3 separate regions of the Hordeum vulgare genome follow, and regions 1 and 2 are each linked to region 3. A link is a contact called in public Hi-C data. All regions are on one chromosome and are shown on one strand. The core of a region is the stretch at or near the end of the contact, and the rest is flanking DNA. Distances in the headings are between cores, read along the strand shown.

Region 1 (2,700 bases), core at 32-2,531, 130 kb after region 3:
CAGCGAGTGATCTACAAGATTTGCACTAGGATAGCACCTTTGTAACCACCCATGTTTGTTACCAAAAGAGAAGCCCTTTTTAGGTTGCTGTCTTCTCTTGTGCATGGATTTCCTCACAAGAAATCCTTGTGTCTGAAGATAGCAATAGCTTGTACTACTACATACTACTCCACTAGACAATGCATATGAGCTATCACTGACAGAGTGACAGTCACCTCATGATGGTGGAGTAAGTATGTATGCTGAGGGAGATTGGTTAATTAATTGGAGTGGTTGATCACTCGCGCGTCGTAAAGAGCCTTATTAAATACTGGTATTTAAATCAAGCATGGTGCGCCATGATTTTCGTTCGGGCTGAGGTCGAGGCTCTACCTGACTCTGCACGGCGCTCTGCACCGCCGGCCCCACCTTCTCGCGGACCAGCCTCCCGCTCAGCAGGCTGAGGACGATGTCCACCTGCACGTCGTACAGTAGTACAAACACGGTCAGTAATAAGCCACTCTCCATAACTCCATGTACCTCGACGTGCGTCACTGACAAATGCTGAACAGTGGTAGCCTCGTCAATAACAAAGTACAGATTCGATTCGGAGAGTCGAGAGTCGACATCATTTTGATGTTTTTATTATGATCAATAACATAGCCCATGCATACCATGAAATTCAATCGCGTTTACAGAAACAGGGCAGCGGAGTGCTCTGAATTCTGCAAAACTCGCCTCGTCTCGGAGGCGATCGCGTCGCATCGTGCGAGAAACTGCTCCATTCCGTGGGTATATAATGGAGAAGGGTAGGTGGCAATGCAGTGATATACGTACCATGAAGAGGACGCTCCAGACGGCGGAGTCGCTGGTGTGCCAGAGGTCCCGCGACGACTCAGCGACCTCGATGGAGAAGACGGCGCCGGAGATGGCGCCGATGCCGGCGCCGCGCACCACCCCGCTCTCCGTCGCCAGCCCGATCACCGACCCCGACACCGCACCGACCAGCGACCCCACGGCCGCGAAGGCGCAGGTCGCCACGACGCAGAGCACCTTGCAGGCCAGCTCAAGCGCCACGGACCCCAGCCCTGGGCGACCGCCGGGCCATTGCCGGGGCTCCGGCGCGGACGAGCTGGGACCAGGGGACGCCGACGTGTCCATCGCGGGAGGGAGACCGAACCGAGAAGCCGGATGTTGAACTCAACTGAGCTGGAGCGAACTGACGACGCACGCACGCACGCACGCCGGTGGCGCGGAGGGGAGAAGAGGGAATGGTGCGTGATGGTGAGTAGGATGGTAGTGGAGACGAGGAGAGCGGGGTCGTGTGTATAAATAGCGGCGCGGGAACGTGAGAGGAAATCTGTGGTCGGGTCCGGTGGTGAGGCCGCCACTGGTTTTGATTTTGTCCTGTCCTCGCTGCGGCTGCGGCTGCGGCGTGGCGTGGGCCGCTTGTGTTCTCGGCTCTGTTTCGGTGGGTCTAGTGCACGAGCTCGTGCCTCTGTGTAGCTTGTTTATTCAGCTTAGCAGCACTCGACCCCATCGTTTGCGGCAGTCACGGTATCCTGGGAGGCTGGGACCTAGATGAATTAAGATGGGTGATTCTGTAGACGTAGGTTTCTTCTAGGTTAGAGCTTCTACATCCGGACTTGGTAAATTCAGTCCCCAGTACTCCCTCCGGTCCTTTTTTCTTTGCGTTTAAGAAAAGTTGATTTTTCCCTCAATGCTCTGCGTACTAGCTTTTCTTGGCTGTTGTTTCCAACTTTACCCCTCCTTTCCAATTATTGCATGTCTCTTTCCCATGCACAGCCAACGCCTCTTTTCCATGTACAGCGCCGCAGCCACCGCCTCTTCCCAAGGAAACCAGCTGCCTACCTCTTCCTCTCCTTCCCACGGGTCTCATCTCACCCTCCCATTCTCCACATCTCACTCTCCCTTCTCCTCTACATCCCCTCCATTTCTATGGATGAAATCCACCCATCATGGTTGTGGGAGGACAGCCAACCTGTAGAGCATAGTGAGTCCATGCATGAAAGTTTGCTCGCGGAAGACAGCTTGCTCGACGTGGACGACAGCGAGCTCGTGTACGGAGGCGTGCTCCCCACAGGCGGTGCGCTCACGAGCAGTGGTGTTCTCTCGCTCGCAGAGGGCAGCGCCCTCGCGGACGGCGTCGTGCTCCCGCTCGCGGACGGCGACGCAGTCATGGAAGGCAGCGTGTCTGCGGATAGTGGCCTCCTGCCGCTCGCGGATGGCGACGCAGTCATGGAAGGCAGTGCGCCCACGGACGGCGACGCAGTCGTGGAAGGCGGCGCGTTCGCGGAGTGCAGCATGCACCTGAAGGACGGTGGCGTCCACGCACTTGAGCACGTCGTGCATGCGTTGGTCGACAAGGTGAACAAGCTGACCGACAAGGTGCAACAGCTCACCGAACTGCTGCACGCGCTCGCCGTGAGGGGCATGAAGGTGGATGGTGCCAACCTGGAGGACGAGGACGGCCAACATGCGCTCGTGGATGATAGTGGCATCTACGACGGACAGAAGTGCGGCGAGATGGTCGATGGCGACCCATTGCCACCGATCGAGCAATTCTCTGTTCCTCCCGGCGCAGAAGAGGTCAGGCTAGAACTGATGAGCATTTGCTATCGAGATATTCTGACTAAGGATGAACTGAAGGAAATTTTAAAATGATCCAACACTGATCATCGAGTAGTGCTGATGATGCAT
Region 2 (2,700 bases), core at 124-2,623, 210 kb after region 3:
ACCGCATCAATGAGCACCGATGCTATGACCGCGACATGGCAGAGCTGCAACTGTGTGCGACCAGAGTTGCGATGGTGCTGCAACATCGACCGGGTAATGCCACGAGGCCGACAATGTGCACTACGGCAAGGCAGCCGATGCTACTCCGACCAGGAAATGCGCTGAAGAGAAGGGCACGCTGGAGGGAAGAAGGTATCAACGACATACGAAGATCCTAATTTTTATGACCGGTGACCATGGGGGAAAGTGCGGGGTTGTTTGGTTCCAAGCCACAACTTGCCACAACTTAGATAAGTTTGACCAACTTAAATGTGTGTTTGGTTCTTGCCACAACTAAGTTAAGATTTTTGTTATTAGCACTAAGCCTCACATGTCATAGATATAAAAAATATGACAAGATTCCCTACACCTTAATTTAGACAAATTTGACAAAGTTAGGTGTGTGTTTGGTTCTTGCCACAATTAAGACAATATTTTCTTACTAGCACTTAGTCCCACATGTAATAGATACAAAAAAGTATGACAAGATTTCCTGAAGCAAAACCGAAGTATGACTAATTATTTAACATCGTAAGTAAGATAAATGTGGCAAAATAATATGTCAATATATAACAAATACAATCACAGTCCATACAGGCCCGCAACAACAGGCTATGCGAGGGTTGATCCGACAGTGCCGAAGGCCACTGATTGAGGTTGGCCCTGGTCAACCGACCCGTAGCAACGCCCAATCTACATGTGTGTAGGGGTGTTGAAAATCAGCCAGGCATAAACCCGTGAAACCCGATAGCTCTCGGCTACACTAGCCTCGCCCGCAAGTCTAGATTACTTTGTTTTGCTAGTTCAAGCACTATCAGCGGAACAGTGCCGGGTGAAACACGGTTGAAGGAAACCATTTCAATAGGTAAATCCGGGCAAACCGCGAGGGCTGTCCGACCTCACATATACTCCTTTCATCTTAAAATAAATATCTTAAGCTTAGTATAACTTTATATTAAAGTTAGTATATAATTGAAATAGTTATTTTGAAATGAAGAAAGTATAATTCGTGAAAAGCTCGCGTGTCAGTCGATGCTCGGAGCATCGATCACCACACGTCCACACTGTTCCTTAACCCCAATAGGAGAACAAACCAGTGGGCTACAGCTCAACTATTCATGGCGTGACAACAAAGCAAAACACACAAGGGGATGAACCGAACCAGTGGCCTAATCATTTTTTTGCTTTTGAAAGTAACCAGTGGCCGATTTATAAATGAAGGGGCATGGGTGCACATCTCCGGCGGAGTTTGAGTCGAGATAGGCACAGGCACTACACGCTTGACAGTGGATTCGGTATGAGGGAGCAGGGCCAGCTAGCACGGTGGTTTTCCGAAGTATGGCGCGGGAGCCCGGTCATAGAGTGCAGCGCGACGGGAGGAAATTGATAGGCGTCTCTGTCGGTAGATTCATTATCTTGCCGAGCTGAAAGCGACGCCGACCACGATGGGCTCACACGTCTGATAACGTTGCGGTGTTGCCTGCAAATACATACTCAAATCTAGTACTCCCTCGCTCCGGATTAATTGACACCACCTCCTATACAAGACAGTACTGTATAGTACTTCATATGATTTCAAATATAAGAGCATCTACATCAAGACTTAGCAATATGACCCTAAGTGAATCTACAGACGGACCACCCGCTTCCTCCCTAAAGGTCCAAAACGTCCGCTTGATACCCAGTAAGAAAATGATCCAATCAGATCTCATTTGGTTCCTATACGACTGGACTGACCAACATTCCTCAAATCGAGGTTAAATGTAGGGACGATATGATGGCGCCTGCCCGACCGCGTACTACATTCCATTTCATTATAGTCACACCTGCAGCCATCCGAAGAGAAGATATTCTAGCCCGTATCGTCCAATAGAAACAAACTTATCTGTTAATTACATAGATGGATTAAATCTCGTTGTGTCAAATTCATCTCATTCATGTACGTTGATTAAAAAAAACAATCATAACATATTTTGTGAGTGAAAAAAAGTCGTGCAAACATCATTGTTTCATTTATGAAGGAGATAGACCGAGTCCCCGAATCTTCTATGTCATAAGCATAGAAGATTCGTAGTCACAGTCCATACACTTCACAAATGGTACAACGAGGAGTGAAGCTTGGGACTAAAAACATCCGAAACCCATCGAATCAATACAGATATAAAAATCTTTAAGTATTTCGGTGTCCTGCCGGTCCAACATGGACGTTATGATGGACATGCATGTCTTTGCATGTATTTGATATTTCGAAAATAGGGTGCGTAGTTGCAAATGGAAAATTTTGAGGCATGGCCGATCATTGTTCGCAAGTACGTCCGCGGACGTTTGAGAGCCAAAATTTGCAAGTTTCTGTTGTAGATACTCTAAAGGCCCCTATTTGTACGTAGATGCAGACACACTCTTCATTTTCTTTTTTACATGCCAGGTCACTTGCACTTGATTTATGAAGAGGAAGAGAGAAAAAAAAATAATAAATTGAAAAAAGATGGACCGGATGGGATCGCGTTCTACGTGACGGACTGAACGGGCACGCCCTTGCATGTCGGCGAGTCCTCAAATCCTTCATATATTTGTCCTCAATACGAGGGTTTGCGAACAGCTCATGAACATATGAGAGGCTGTTTGAGACGTCCGGTTGTAGAAGCTCTAAGACGTGCTTTT
Region 3 (2,700 bases), core at 168-2,667:
TAGTTGTTGGAAAAGCCGCCGCTAAATGCAGTAGCCGGCTATTTAAAACTTTGGTTCGAAGGCCCTAGCTGCAGCGGGAGGACTCCTGGGAGGCTATAGCCCAGCTATAGCCGGCTATTTAAAACTTTGGCATCAGGTGACATTGCTGGTTGCCGAGGAATTTCTTGTGGAAGGATGACGCTCGATGGATTGCACAAATAATTTACAAAACCACCAGGTGGGTACACACCATTTCCCCTAAAAGAATGTATACACTCAAACATTAGATTACCATCTTTAGAACTACTTGCATCTGGATTAGTTTCTTGAAACCATCTTCAGAACAATAGTATGCATATGGTTATGAAAAAATAAATCTTAAAATACTTAGTCCATAAGTGCAGAAATTGAACTAACAAAAACTGAATACGTACAAGATCTGACACGAGCTTAACTCTCATAAAAGATTAAAGCATTGGAATGATAAAAAATAAAACTGCACAAATTGTGATGGAAGATCTACTGAATGTCCAGATATAATGATTAATCAAGAGGCTACTTGTATGAACACATGTCAAAGATTAACTACAGGACGGTCAACCTTACCAATCAACTTGAAGGGAGGAATCAGATCTAGCAGCAACATGCCCAGCCAACCAAGCTTCTGCTGCTACGGCTTCTGTGGCAGCTTCAGGCCGCCCCATCGGCAGGGGAGGGATGGCATACCTTGGGGCTTGTACGCCAGGTCCCTGCATCACCTACGATGGGGATGCTGCTTTCTTCCTCCCATGGCCAGCCATGTCGGTGCTCAAATCTGCAGGACGCACGGATGGACGATGGAGTTTGTCGCTGCAGCTGCGGCTGTGGATTTATGGGGGCAGCGGCCCTAGGTTACTTCTAGGGGGCAGCAGGATGGCGATGAAAAATTTGGCGCGCAGGCTGGACGAGAGGAAACAAAGGCGCGCCAAGAAGAAGAAAATCATGTGAGGCAACGAGAAGGATCCGGCTGTGGCCGTTCGCGTCAAAACCGGGCTAAGATGTGATCGCTTAATTAAGAGAACGCAAGACCTCCTTTTCAGTTTCTCTCTCCTCCATCTTAGCTGCTAAGGTAGCACCATTGTACATGCCCTTAATGATGTATGGAGAGAAGATGATTGACGACAAGTTCAATCATGGAGAAATAACGGATAGAGAAATGTGTGGTGTTTGTAAGAATAGACAGAAAAGAATGTTTGTATTTGTATTGTGGTTGAATATTCCGTACTACATGTTTGTTTTTGAAAAAAAAAATAAGTAGTATATTGTTACAAATTCATTTGCTGATCCGTGGCAAGCGCGCGGACAGTCTATTATTTTTTGAGACAAACACGGACAGTCTACTGGTAAATCCCATCACGCTTAAGTAGTACGGGCTCTCGCAGGAAGACACGGCCCAAGGTCCAAGTGCGCTGCTGCACTCTAGTGGCTGAATGTTCAGGTTCAGATACCTGAACTGTAGGCGTGACAACTTTGCAGTCGAGGAGATTGCCCAGCCGAGAGAAGGTTGAACCCTAACTCCATTGCTCCCACGCAAACCGCAGCAGAGAAAACCCATTCTCCATCGCCGAGCACCGCCTCGAGCCCTCCAGTGCTGCCTCCTCAGTCCTCACTCTCCACCTCGCCGCCGCCGCCGCCATGGCGATCACGGCACAGACCCCCGACATCCTGGGCGAGCGCCAGTCCGGCCAGGACGTCCGCACGCAGAACGGTAACACTCCTCGTCTCGTGCTCAGCCCTACTCATCAGCGCCATATTCCGCGGAGTAGAGCGGGGTCAATAAGATCTACTCCGAGCGCGCGCGCGTGTTTAATTTGCGTTTCGTGCTTCTGTGATTGCAGTGGTGGGGTGCCAGGCGGTGGCCAACATCGTCAAATCATCGCTCGGGCCCGTCGGGCTCGATAAGGTATGTGATTTTACCTTCGATCTACTGCACTTGGTTGCGCATTGCTTGCTGCTTTATGACTAGGATCCGAAGTTATGATCTGCGTGTTAGAAACTTAGAATGGGGGTGCAGGAGTTGCTTGTTTGGTGTGGATGTAGTTCACCCGCAAACTTGGTTACCAGTGATGATGAAGATGCAACATGTGCATTCTGTAATAATCTGATAACGAACAGTGAAGTTAGATGGTAGCGCATCCTCCGTAATTTTGAAAAAAAAAATCATGGCTCGAACGTTTCCAAAAGGAAAAAGATATTGTCGGAATGAACTAATTTAGCGTATCTACAGATGCTGGTGGATGATATTGGTGATGTTACAACACAAATGATGGAGCAACCATTTTGAGGATGTTGGAAGTCGAGCACCCAGCAGCAAAGGTGATGCCTGTTAGCCAAAGCTTCCCATTTTTATTTTGCTTCTGTTGCTGCTTCGTGCTTATCCTTTCGGGGGTCCATTCATTGTTAGATTCTTTTTGAGTTGGCCGAGCTCCAAGACCGGGAGGTTGGTGATGGAACAACATCTGTTGTCATCATAGCTGCAGAGTTGCTCAAGGTATGAAATGGAGCTTTAGCGGCAGCCTTTTTTTCGCTATGAATTTCCCAAGCATTATGCATACAAATTTACGACGTTCTGCTTTTCTTTACCAGAGCGCCAATGAACTTGTGAGGAATAAAATCCATCCGACCTCAATTATTAGTGGCTACAGGGTGAGCCCTGTATTTTTTATTTTAGCAGCATTACCA

Evidence for each region. Hi-C and Micro-C count contacts between places; a contact is called where the count stands out from the background.
Region 1: a Hi-C map of leaf shows a contact between it and region 3, with 3 times the contacts expected there. The contact joins the promoter of LOC123411287 here to the enhancer-like site in region 3. A contact is called at or near these places in 2 of 6 Hi-C or Micro-C datasets (leaf and seedling).
Region 2: a Hi-C map of leaf shows a contact between it and region 3, with 1.9 times the contacts expected there. The contact joins two enhancer-like sites. A contact is called at or near these places in 3 of 6 Hi-C or Micro-C datasets (leaf and seedling).

The regions. Positions count from the first base shown.
Region 1 is chr1H:368,934,900-368,937,599 of MorexV3_pseudomolecules_assembly, reverse strand. It overlaps LOC123411287 (NEP1-interacting protein-like 1), which reads right to left and starts at 1,281. Exons shown (of 3, transcript XM_045104220.1): 1 at 817-1,281; 2 at 373-456. The coding sequence starts at 1,140.
Region 2 is chr1H:368,856,769-368,859,468 of MorexV3_pseudomolecules_assembly, reverse strand. No RefSeq gene overlaps it. Among protein-coding and RNA genes, the nearest start is that of LOC123411280, 67 kb to the right of the region's middle. Within about 2 kb of position 1,373, at least 3 of the 3 cell types and tissues checked have open chromatin away from gene starts, as enhancers often do. A contact at or near this core is called in leaf and seedling, where this site is marked.
Region 3 is chr1H:369,063,943-369,066,642 of MorexV3_pseudomolecules_assembly, reverse strand. It overlaps the pseudogene LOC123437770. Among protein-coding and RNA genes, the nearest start is that of LOC123437802, 100 kb to the left of the region's middle. Within about 2 kb of position 1,417, at least 3 of the 3 cell types and tissues checked have open chromatin away from gene starts, as enhancers often do. A contact at or near this core is called in leaf and seedling, where this site is marked.